Linked DNA regions of Danio rerio: region 2 is linked to region 1. A link is a contact called in public HiCAR-type data. All regions are on one chromosome and are shown on one strand. The core of a region is the stretch at or near the end of the contact, and the rest is flanking DNA. Distances in the headings are between cores, read along the strand shown. Region 1 holds the start of sun1b (Sad1 and UNC84 domain containing 1b). Region 2 holds the start of LOC141381148.

What was found. HiCAR-type assays count read pairs that join an accessible place to other places.
Region 2: a contact with region 1 is called in a HiCAR-type map of caudal fin, with 4 times the contacts expected there. The contact joins the promoter of LOC141381148 here to the promoter of sun1b in region 1. A contact is called at or near these places in 3 of 18 Hi-C or Micro-C datasets (caudal fin, hematopoietic stem cells and an unstated tissue) and 1 of 4 datasets of contacts at active chromatin or transcription factors (caudal fin).

The regions. Positions count from the first base shown.
Region 1 is chr3:11,721,846-11,728,217 of GRCz12tu, reverse strand. sun1b (Sad1 and UNC84 domain containing 1b) reads right to left here and starts at 2,727. Exons shown (of 23, transcript NM_001018135.2): 1 at 2,483-2,727. The coding sequence starts at 2,494. All of the region lies in intron 1 of LOC141381148, which reads left to right.
Region 2 is chr3:11,775,066-11,781,437 of GRCz12tu, reverse strand. LOC141381148 reads left to right here and starts at 3,685. Exons shown (of 3, transcript XM_073944165.1): 1 at 3,685-3,842. sun1b (Sad1 and UNC84 domain containing 1b) reads right to left here. Exons shown (of 23, transcript NM_001018135.2): 11 at 5,695-5,788; 12 at 5,033-5,091; 13 at 2,878-3,080.

The sequences.
Region 1 (6,372 bases), core at 1,478-3,977:
TTTGTTTTCACACGGATGCTTTAAAATGCATTTCCTTTTCAATATCCCTATCCCATATTACAGTGCTTGAAAGTAACCAAAACAACAAAAACAAGAAGATTAAATATTTCTTATATCAGATATAATAGTGCTAATATTTGAAATATTATTACAGTTATTGATGAATATTTTTGGTTAAGGGCAAAGCATTATGTTAAATAAATAATCTAGTCATGTATTCATACGATCACACTGATTATTTAATAAAACGTATTGCTCAAATTCATGCAAAAGACATTTTGGTAAGTATTGGATTACTGATCAGATATGAATATGGTGTTGTGAACTACAAATAAACAACAGAGTAATTAATAATGTTGGTTAAAGTATTTTTTTTATTAATCAATATATTATTAATAATATTACACAACATTTCAAGTTAAAACTCAAACTAACTAATCATTTATGACTAAACAAGTGCATTAGTTAAATGTTTGCTAATGTAATGTATTGAAGTATAAATGAACACTGAACCTAAAGCGCTATATATATATTTTTAAGTAGTAAATATAGCAAAGAATGAGTAGATTGCACAATAATGTTTCAGTCACATTTTACAATAAGGTTCTATTAAATGTATATTAACATGGACTAATAATGAATGATACTCATACAGAATCACTATATTTCAAACTAATTACAACCTGTAATTAACAATAGGTAATGCGCCACAGGTTATGAACAACTTTATTTCTATTAACTAAAAATAAATACTGTCTGTAAATAATGTATTGTTCATTGTTTGCTAGTATTAGTCAATATATTACTAACTAATGCAACCTTATCCGAAAGTTTAACCTATATTTCAGTTATTTAATTCAATATTTTACTTGATGTTTATTTATCATAATAGTATAATATTGTCATATCTTATGTGTTAACTGATGCAAAACAGATTATACTATAAAATCTTACTTACATTTCTATGGACCTTTAAGATTTCATTTAAAAATCGTAACAACAAAAATCCCTTAGTTCTGCATGGTTTGGTATGTCAGCCTTAACTTTAAACACACATAGGGGTTTAATGTTTAACCTTAAATTCAAGAGATTACTTTAAACTCATTGTTTAATCAAAATAAATAATTAATATAATAATTATTATTCTTAAAACTGTCCTGAATTTTTCAGAAGTGTTGAACAGAGCACGCACTTACAAAAATATTCAGGCAAGATTAAAAGGCTGATATCTCCCAGCGAAAGAATAAAATCATGTTTATGTTGTTTCGTTTAAAAATCGCAACATCAAAATTCCCTTACTTTTCCATGGTTTGGTATGTCAGCCTTAACTTTAAACATACATTGAGAGTTTAGTGTTTAACTTTAAATTCAGAAGATTACCTTTATAATCTCATTACCAAGTCAAATTAAATAAAAATTGTAAAATTACTACGGTTTTATTAGCAAGTCAATTTAGTAAATAATACTAATTCTCAAAACTGTTCTGAACCGATTTATTATTATTATTATTAATATTTAATAAATAGTAATATTACTTCATATTAATCGGGTAAGATTAAAATGCTGATATCTCTCAGTGAAAGTATAAAATAGTATTAATTTTGTTTACCTTTCCTCTAAATGCATGCCTCCTCATTCTCAAAAGTGCACAAGATCCACAAAAGCGACTGTTCCTCACTCAAGAGACAGGCTGAATAGGAAAAGAGAATCTTTCCCACCTCTTTTCCTTTTCTAAAAAGCACATTTCGCAAGCCCAGACAAGCTGAGCAATTATCCAAACATGACCTGCTGCTAATGGTGCAATGAAACAAGTCAATGGTGAAAACCAGGAGCTCCTTCCTTTGTGCACAAGTCAAACAAAAAAGTAGTCAGGGATTTATGTTTTATCTCGACTCATTCACATCTTCACGCCTTTATGCGTGGTTATCTCCATTTGCATGCATAATCATAACAAACGCACAACTCAAATCTGCAACATTTAGGATTGCAACGTTGGATGAGTCTCAAAAACTAGTCTGGACAGCACTTTTAGGCACTTCAAATAGTCTCTAAACATTAGAATCGACCATCATTTGCATATAGATAACATTAAATTAGATTTTCCGAACAAAACGAGTGGTTTCATTGTTTAAGTGTTCCCACTTCGCTATCTATGTAGGAGAGTGAGTGGGTTTTGACACAGAGCCTTGCATTGCAACACTGTAGCCTATATCAGCGCAGTTCTATTACCTTAATGCGCACTTCAGAGTGTTTACTTATGAAGATTCGAGTGACGTATCATAAACAGTGTATATAAATATTTCCGTTCGCGTGTGTGACAGTTAAAGCAGGGCCATGTTTTCTGTCAAGAGTTTGCAAAGAAAGGAGCTTCGCTGACTGTCCACCAAACACTGTATTATTATAACTACACTTCAACAATAACGAATCTGTGCATATGACGTGAATTAAATCAGAAATAGCAACTAAACGTTAAAGCACTTGCCAGTTTGACCATCAGTTTCTACAATCTCTTGTTGTTTTGAAGGTAGTCCAGTTCTGAAATGACAATCCAGTTCGAGGATGCGCAAAGCGTGTGGCGCATCTCGACGGGTATACGCACAAATGAAAACACAAACAAATCCCCCTGCGTCCCCAACGCGAGATACAAATCCTTCAATCTTCGTGAGGGAGAAAAAAACACCAAAAGTTACGCGCTTGACTAACAATTACTACTAGGAAAATCCCAAAATGGCTTCCACAACAGAGTAAAGCCAGACGGATAAAGTCGCAAGAACGTTCCTCCTATTTTCCAAGCTCAGCTGTCAATCACGCGCATACTTTGAATCTATTGGCTGAGAGGCCGGGTCACGCCCTCCCCGCTCACGTCACACAGTCTTGGATATAAGGATTCAGAGGAGCCTGTCCGTAAAGCTGTCAACAGAGTCACTTCAGCGTGCAGAAACGTAAATACAGGCGATTGGGGCTCAAAACAGACAGTAAATGTGAGGAAGCGAGAGTGTTGGGCAGTCTATATGAGATTAAATACTAAATAAAGAACGACCTGATACAAACTCGCAGATTTAAATCAGTTATAATGATACATTTTTAGGAACACTTTGAGTTGGGTGTATTTCTTCATGTATTAACTTAGAAAACATTTGTTAGTTTTTAAATAGTCTTTGTTAACCTCAGTTAATAAAAATGCAGAAGTTTTTTGCTCATTTGCATTTTTAAATAGCTAATATTTACACTTAAAAAGGTTGTATTTGTTAATGATGAAAATAACAGTAGCCCAACTAAGAGTAATACATCTAAATATTTATTAATAATATAAGTTGCCTTCTTGAAGTGAATATTTTTATTACAGGTTAAAATCTGACAATCATACATTGCAAATTTCTATTGTCTTATTTTATGGTATATGCATTTATTTTTGTATACAGTAATATGTTTAATTACTTGTTGTTTGCTGAAGTGAAAGGAAATCTTATTTTAAAAGCAAAACTATTATAAAAATAATGTAAATACAGAGCAATAAATTAAGCATGAACATTTCAACATAATGTCAGATCATAAACAGATGATCGATGTTGGCTCATTTTTGCTCAAAATTAAATAGTAGAGCAAAATATTAATATATCTATTCATTCATTCATTCATTCATTCTTTTTACCTCGGCTTAGTCCCTTTATTCATCAGGGGTTGCCTCAGCAGAATGAACCGCCAACTTAGCCATACACTCTTACATTCACACATTCACTATGGTCAATTTAGTTTTTTCAATTCACCTGTACCGCATGTCTTTGAGCTGTGTGGGAAACTAAAGCACCCGGAGGAAACCCACGCCAACACGGAAGAACATGCAAACTCCACACAGAAATGCCAACTGGCTCAGCCGACCAGACTTAAACCAGCGACCATATTATAAATATTTACTAAATACTGATTGCAAGAAATGAATCCTAAACTAAAACAGTGTTTCCCTGGTTACTGCAGTAAACAAAGCAGTGTGATGTCAGCAGGATTTTATTGATTTCATAAACTACACAGCATCTCAATATATTTAAAGATTAAATTTAGGTAAACTTTAGCATACTGATACTGAACTTAATATCTTGTAAAAAAAAAAAAAAAAAAGCATTTAAGACTTTTTGATACTTTTTAAGGGCCTAAATTTCTCTAAATTGATTTAGCAATTTTTAATACTTTTTATGACCCTGTGGACTCGCTGCAAATGTATTTAGTACTGACATATTAGACTGATTTAATAAAAATAATTGCAACATTTGTTTTCTAAGCCAAAGTGTAAAAAAGCAGCTATTACACAACTGACTTCATATGCAAAATATAAAACCCCCAAAGTCTTGCAATATTAAGTGAAGCGTACAGGAATAGAACTGGTGTCTCTCTTTTCGACAGACACAATCCATCATACTGTAAAACAATCCATTTCTCTAAACCAAACAACTGTACTGAAAAGAAAGAGTTATATTAAAAAACTACTGTACTAAAAAAATAGATAGATCAAGTTATATTAATCCCCAAACACAAATTCAGATGCAGTGCAAAACCGTTAACCGCAGATATACCAAATATCATACTAAGCAACTGTTGCATAAACTGTTGCATAAATAAAACACAAATGCTCTGCTGTCAATATAAATATAGAACAGACACACAACTGCAACCCATTTATTTCATATCCAAAAATATGGATATGATTCAATAACAAAAGCATAATTTGCAGCAGGCGGGCAAGTAAAAGTCAGAGTAAAAATTGAGTAAGAAAAAAGCAAAGGTTCTGTTTGCACTGTACAAAGCAAACTACTGCAACAAAATATTGCATGATAAGATTTATGGCTCTCTTGTTGATACTGCATGACTTTTTTTTTCCATCTTCCACTTCTTTCTTTTTTTCAGTGTTTAAAAATGACTGTCAGGGTAACAAATAAACAAAATAAAAACTCTGTAAGTTAAACTTTGTATATTAAGAGGCAAATCCTGTATGATTTTATTTAGCAACAACAACTGCTCAATACATGGTAGTTGCTATACAAGTGATACAGCTGCTGCCGGAAGTCAACGTGAATTATTTATACTAGAGATGCCCAAACTAGGGCACATGGGCTAAAGTTGGCCCATTGTAACATTTGACCTGGCCCGCCATCCCATCTGAGAAGAGAGGGAGAATTTCGGGGAGGGTTGGGGTTAATGTTTTTAACACACATTGTCATTTCTAATAACCTTTCATTTGTTACTTTTATTTTTAAGCTACAAAAAACAAACTTGAATTAAATGTTTCAATTAAATGTTGTAATGAAAGCAGGTGCTGCTTGACTAGTGTATTCAGCATTAAACTCCATAATGTTATAATGGAATTCTTCTGTTTTCATTATAATTGGTTCATTATAAAATGTAAAAATATATATACAATTGATTAGTTTATATGCATAATGTTTTCTATTATTTTTAAATTAACGAGGAAATTACTCATGGAAACTTTGTAATACAGCTTGGTATATTTACCTTCAGCCCACAGCCCTCAATCAAGTTTGTTTTTTGGCCCTTCATAAGAAAAGAAAAAGTTTGGGCACCCTTAATCTATTAATTTACCCATTATTTGTATCTTATTAACGTCTACCCCCTACCATCACAGTAATGTAAAAAACTGTAATTATATTTATTAATTATACTGAGTATTATTCATATTATTTATTAAATTATACATTCAATTGTATTTTATTAATGTCTACACCTACTCCAACCCTAAACCCAGCCATTAAAGTAATGCAAAAAACAGTACTGTTTTATTCATATTATTTATTAAATTATCCATTAATTTGTATTTTATTTATGTTCACCCCACTCCAACCCAAAACCAGCCATGAAAGTAATGTAAAAACATTAAATATACCAAGAAATATTCATATTATTTATTAAATATACCATTAATTTGTGTTTTTATTAACATTTACCCCTACTCCAACTCTAAACCCAACAATCAAAGTAATGTAAAAAAAAAAGTAAATACACTGTATTATTCATTAAATTATCCATTAATTTGTATTTAATTAACGTTTACCCTACTCTGACCCCAAACCCAGCCATTAAAGTAATGCAAAAACAGTAATTATACTGTATTATTTATTAAATTATCCATTCATTTGTATTTTATTAACGTCTACACCTATTCCAACCCTAAACCCAATCATCAATGTAAAAACAGTAATTATACTGTTTTATTCATGTTATTTATTAAATTACTCATTAATTTTTTTTATTCATATTATTTATTGGATTATTCATTAATTTGTATTTTATTTATGTTTACCCCACTCCAACCCTAAACCCAGCCATAAAAGTAATGTGAAAACATTAATTTTACCAAGAAAT
Region 2 (6,372 bases), core at 2,436-4,935, 52 kb before region 1:
GCTGAAATCAGGATTATTCGCCCATTTCTGTAGCAACAAATGTTGGAGCCTTGTTCACAATGGACTAGGGGTGTAATGGATCCATGATCTGTTCATTTATTACCTTTTGGGATTAATCCTTAAGTTATAATGATCACAAAGAGATTGCCTGCGTCATTCAACTATGTATGAAAGCATTTTGGCTTCCCTGTAAAATATAACAATAACAAAAGAAGTTGTGGTGTCACCTACTTGCTTTATTAGCGGTTGTTCATACAGAATTAATTTGTCCTTTCAAATGAGCAACTTTTCCATCGCTTTTTTAATGTAAACGCGATTGACGGACGTGTTTAACTGTTGCCAAGTTGCTTTTAGTTTCAACTTGCAGTGCAGCTCATTACTGTCAGTTCCACAGCAGTGGACCAATCCGAAAAACTCAGATTTTCTGAGCAAAGACACACTGGGTGTGTGAATGAGCCTTTAGGTTATTAGAGGTGTGTTCTGTCAGTACTTGGTTAGCCTGCATTAATTCAATCAGTGTATAGCTGCTTAATTAATCATAAAAGATCAGGATCTCAATTCAAACACCCACGCAGCCTAAAATATCAATGATCGTGACTTGCATATTACGTAATGTTAATCCTTCAATGAATTGCATTCAAATCTGCGTTTGACCGAAAGAGATTCAGTCTTTAGCCTTTTCAGTCAGTATTATTTCTGTTTACAAACAATCAAATAACACAGAAGTACTGGGATAGCAATTTATAGTTCCGATATAAACACTGATGTTTATAGTGAAGATAAAAAGAATTGCAGTTTAATGTAATTTGACACTCAAAACGAAAGTTGTAGCAATTACATTGTTTAACCAATAGGTGCCATAACAAAAACGTGTTACTGAATGATAATTTAAAATGATACTTTTACCATTAAAACATTAAAAATTTGTGTTATTGAATCATTCATTGAAAAAGAAACAAAATAATAACTAGGTGTGTCTGAAAAACGCCAGTGTGTCGTGCCGATCCCTATTTGTTATTAAAATAATAAACAAAGTTATTGTTGCTGATGTCTCTTATATGGCGTTTTGTGAGATGCTGATGTGAAGTTTACCTGGAGAAACCCGGTTTTCTGTCTCCCTGTCTGGCTTGGAGCAAGGTAGGGAGTTTGGTGCCTTCTGTTTATTTTTTCTTTTTCTCCCGTGTTGCTAGTAGGGAGGTAAGTTTTCTGTATTTTATCTTCTTATTCATTTTTCAGGGAAGTTTGCTCTAATTTAGTAAGTTTGGTTTACTCTCATTTATTTTAGCTAACCCCTCCTGATGTTATTTTGCTCCTTATTGTCTATAAATAAATCATATTTTCTAGTTAATTCTCAGTGGTTTGTGTTTTACTTTATATTTTGGGGAAAGAGAGAGTGCGGGGGCACCAGAGAATATATTTTTACTCCCTGTTATCTTGTTAAATTTTGGTTAAACTACTTTTTGATTAAGGATTTTATTTAATTTGTAATAATAATGAACATGATAAGAAAATGACCCCTAAAACATTACCATTACTAAGATTAATATATGCTCTTCAATTAGTTTTTTTAAGTATGGGGTGCCTCAAGGATCGGTTTTAGGCCCTTTTCTGTTTACAATATACATGCTACCCCTGGGAAACATTATTACAAGACATGGGATCAGCTTTCACTGCTATTCAGATGATACTCAATTATATATTTCAACTAAATGAGATGAGATGTCTAAACTGTCTAAGCTAACTGAGTGTATTAAAGATGGTAAAGACTGTTGACTCTTTTGATTCCACTGATTCGATCCAAGACCAGCGACAAGATGATCCCAAGGTTTCCATAATCCTGGACCAGGCTGTACCCTGAGCAGCTGCTGTGGTGGTCATGGAGGAGTGAAGAGCATGAGACTGATTCCTGTGACGCTCCAGGGACAGACGAGTCTTTGCTGAGGTCCAGCTTTCCAGCGTCCGGTGCCTAGACTGCAGCTCTGCACAAGACGTTTGGCCAGAGGAGAAATGGTCGTGCCCAACTGAGCCTGGTTCTCTCAAGGTTTTTTTTTAATTCTTTACTTATGCCAATTGGTGAAATTTTTTCCTCGCTGCTGTCGCCACTGGCTTACATGGTTCGGGATCTGTAGAGTTGCGCATCGATGGATTTGCTCTTCAGTGTTTGGACTTTCAGTAGTGATTATTAAAACACACTGAACTGAGATAAACTGAACTGAACTTAAACTCTGAAAACTGAACTACACCGTTTCAATTTACTATGATCTTCTATGTGAAGCTGCTTTGAAACAATCTACACTGTAAAAGCGCCATCCAAATAAAGATTAATTGAATTGAATTGTCATATAAGTTAAATAGCTAATGTTAACAAATGGAGGCATATCGTAAAGTGTTTACCAACATTAGGCATAAAAACTATCAGAAAAATATCAATTCAATAATCATTCTCGCGCATGTCATGAACCATGTAAAAACTGATTAGACTAAAGGTTTTCATTCATTTCCCTTCGGCTTAGTCCCTTTATTCATATGAGGTCGCCACAACAGAATGAACCACCAACTTACCCAGCATATGTTTTACATATGTAGAGGATGCCCTTAGAGCTGCATTAGACCAAACTAACATGTATAAATAAACATTTACTATCATATACATACTTAATAAATCATATTAAAACCAAGCATTTAGTACTGTGATGCAAATACAACAATCTGGATATTCCTCAAAGGCACTGAAAATGTTTAAATAACCAATCATTCTATTCATATCGTTTTAAAGAGCACTTGATAATAATAATATAACTAGGGATCATCGTTATGATTATATTTAATATTTGCACACATCTACAGCCAGATGTTGTTTTACGCCTGGTTTATTACCTGTGCGACGACCAGTGGAGGGACATCTTGCTCTTTAAGCAGGGGTTCTTTTGTGAAAGAGGGTAGCGCTGGTAACGAAGGAAAAGAGGGAAAGGATGGCAGAGCAGGAAGTGATGCGAAAGAAGTGACTGATGTTTTCCACTCAGTGAGGTTTACAGCGGGAAGGAAGGACAGGGCGATGGGTAGACCGAGATACCATAATCCTATAAACAGGGAAAAAAAGAACAGGAAAACCTTAGAAAAATCACATTATTTGCATAAAAGGCTGAATTTATTGATGACTTACTGCACAAAACTAACTAGGAGTCAGAAACTCTTTTTTTGTTTCTCTGTGAATAAAGAATATATTAGCAGCTTAAAGACGAGTCTCATGTGGAGAATGAAGCCACATGCATCGCTCAGGTGTGAGTTTTTCACAGACTTCAACAGAGTGTAAAATTCTTGACTCTTCTGTGGGTCTCTTCTATCAAATCTGATCTTTATTTTGTATTTTCTATTAGATTCGAGTCAGGTGATTGGCTAGGCCATTAAAAAGCTTGATTTCCTTTCTCTAAAATCATTTGAGATTTTCTTTTGCTGTATTTTGGATTATTGTCTTGCTAAAATGTCCTGGTTTCATCTTCATTATCCTGCTAATATAGATGTTGGACTGAAGCAGCTAATATTCCTTTACACTGAGGAAGCGCAGAGGATTGCTGAAGAACTACTGAGAGATTTCAGCTGCTGTCTGGGCTTTCACTGCCTTTCTACACCTCCCTTTCTTCATGTGTTCAATACTTTTTTCCTGTGTCATTACATTTTAATACACATAACTTCATTTGTAAACTAATTAGATTTGTTTTTTTTTCATAGATGGATTTTTTTGGTTGTTACCAACATCTGGTGAAAATTTCAAGTCAACAACACCTTTAGAAATATGTTTTCTGAGAAAAATGGTGACGTATTCAACACTTATTTCACCCAGAGTATATCCATAAAATAAGAGAATGGTCAAAAACATCTTTAGGAAAAAACATCTTTAAGATCATAATAATTGGTTTATTGAAAATTTTTTTTTTTAAATAAATAAAATTAATATTTTAAAATGTTTTCGTTGATTTATCCTGTCTATTAAAATGTACTTAATATTTTATTTGGCTTGTAAGTTTTGTTAGATTAGTTCCAGATTTGGCTTTGGCACTGACTAATCTAATGTATATAGTATACTAGGCACTGCAACTCCACCACAGACTGACCTGGGTGCAACTCCATTGTCTCTAGAAACAGAAGAATTTCTATATGCAAATACATTATTGCAAAGAATCCTATAAAAAATATTGATTTAAAATAGAGGTGTGCTCCTTTATACAGTATATAATTGACATTTTTGTGACTCAATTTATAAATGTAACTTAGAGCCACACCTCTGGTTTTGGGAATGGAGAAGTGGAGAATGTGTGTGTGTGTTGAGCAACCGTGGAGAAGTGTGAAAGCAATCCAGAGAGTAAGTAGAGCCATCTGGGTTGAACTACCAATGATTGCACAAGTGTGGCTGCAGATCAGTGCCAGTGGCTTTATAGAGGAATTTCTGGATCATTATAATGGTTTCTCTGCCACCGAAAGAAAATACAAAAACCCTGACAGCTTTTAATAGAGAACTTTTGTTTGCATATTTCTCTCAATTGGATTGAAAGTGTTTTTCACAAAGAAATCCACCCTTTCTGACATGCCTTTCCCACAAACACATAAAGCCACTTAATGTATACATTGTTTTATGTGAATTGGGTCTTTACACTTTATTATTTTTTTTTAAAGCAAAAGTACTTTTTTTCTTGATGCCTTTTTAAAAATTACAGTTTTGTGCATTTTTATTGCAAATTTTCCAAATTTATGCTCATCTTGGTGTGTCCATCAACCGTTTCCAAAATGCACCTAAAAATAGGTAGATGGAAACATAGCTACTGTCAATGACTTTACCTTATGGTTCTTTGCAGGACAAAGGGTTAAATTAGTCCATGTTGAAAAAAAGTATTATACACGCACATGCACACACAGACTTCTACTCCAGATTTTGAATGATAGTGTATATCCAATCTTCCAACTCATCCAAAAAGCAAATCCTACTACTTTCATGCAGCGTCAGATTTTACTTCAAATCAATTCAATGAGTCCTCACCAAACAGCAGCAGAAACGGCAGCAGAAACAGAAGCAGCTTCAGTAGTTTGGGCAGACACCTGACAGACAAATATACAATAAACCACTCTCAAAAACATTCATCATAAACGCATAACCAAAGAGAACAATCAACATGATTAAACAATGCATTTTAATAAAGAAGCAAGAAGAAAACATTTAGGTAAACTAAGGCTGCTTAATGTTTTGCAAGCTTATCATTGTAGTATATGCGATATACATATTGAGACATTTGCGATAAATGACATTTATTTTATGCAATGGATGTTTATCTAAATCTGACCAATCAGATGGTGCCATTCCATCTTTATCCCCACCTCCGCAGTGGTTGCTGTTCTGCAATTGGCTGAAGCTTCTTGCTCAATGTAATAGTGTAATGTAATAGACACTCATAATTAAAGTAATTTTCAATCATTCATAGTGTTTTAATGATTTTGACAGTTTTTTTTGTCTGAATTAGATCTAAAACATACATTTGACCAGTTTTTTACTATTAAATAAATAAATGATTTAAAACATTGCTAATAAAAAAAAAACTGACATTTTCTAGGGAAATGATATATTGTAAGAAGTATTGCTATCGTTCATACTCAACAATATCTCATATTTCTCCAGTACCGTGCAGCACTAATGTGAACTTTTACCTAGTGAGAAGAAAGACGTTGATGAGAGACATGAGAGCCACCAGCTGATACCATCCTGTTCCAAGCCACCAGAAGGCGCCAGTCGCTGCTTTCCCTGTTCAAAACACAAGAGGAGGACATCAAACACAGCACAAAAAGATTCACAGATGATGATTATTAGTCGGAGAATCAGACACAGAGACACGGATGCACTGCAACCACCACAGCTGAAAAGTTAAGAAAGGAAGCACTGGTTAAAATGAGTTCAGATTTCAGAAAGAAGGAGATGTTGATACACTATTGTTGAAAAGAAGGATAAAAAATACTGTCAAATGATGTCTGATAATGAAGGACAGAAGGAAGTGAGAGACAGACAGACAGACAGGCATGCTGGAGTCTCAATCAAATATCATGTTTGATAATTTTGTTTGATATCAGGAAAAACCAAACCAGCACATTGTCCAAAAGTTTGGATATTGCTGACTTAATTTAGCGATGAAACATGCAATAGTAACAACAATAATAATAATACAATTAAGTATTAATGCTACAATTAGATTACAGTAATTATTAATGTTTCAAACTAAATTCTTATTCCAAATATCTGTTGCTGCTCTGTCTTTCTATTAATTTATTCCTCTAGAAAAAGTTAAATTATATTTTAACAAATATTTAAATAGTTAAAGACTGTGCTGGTTT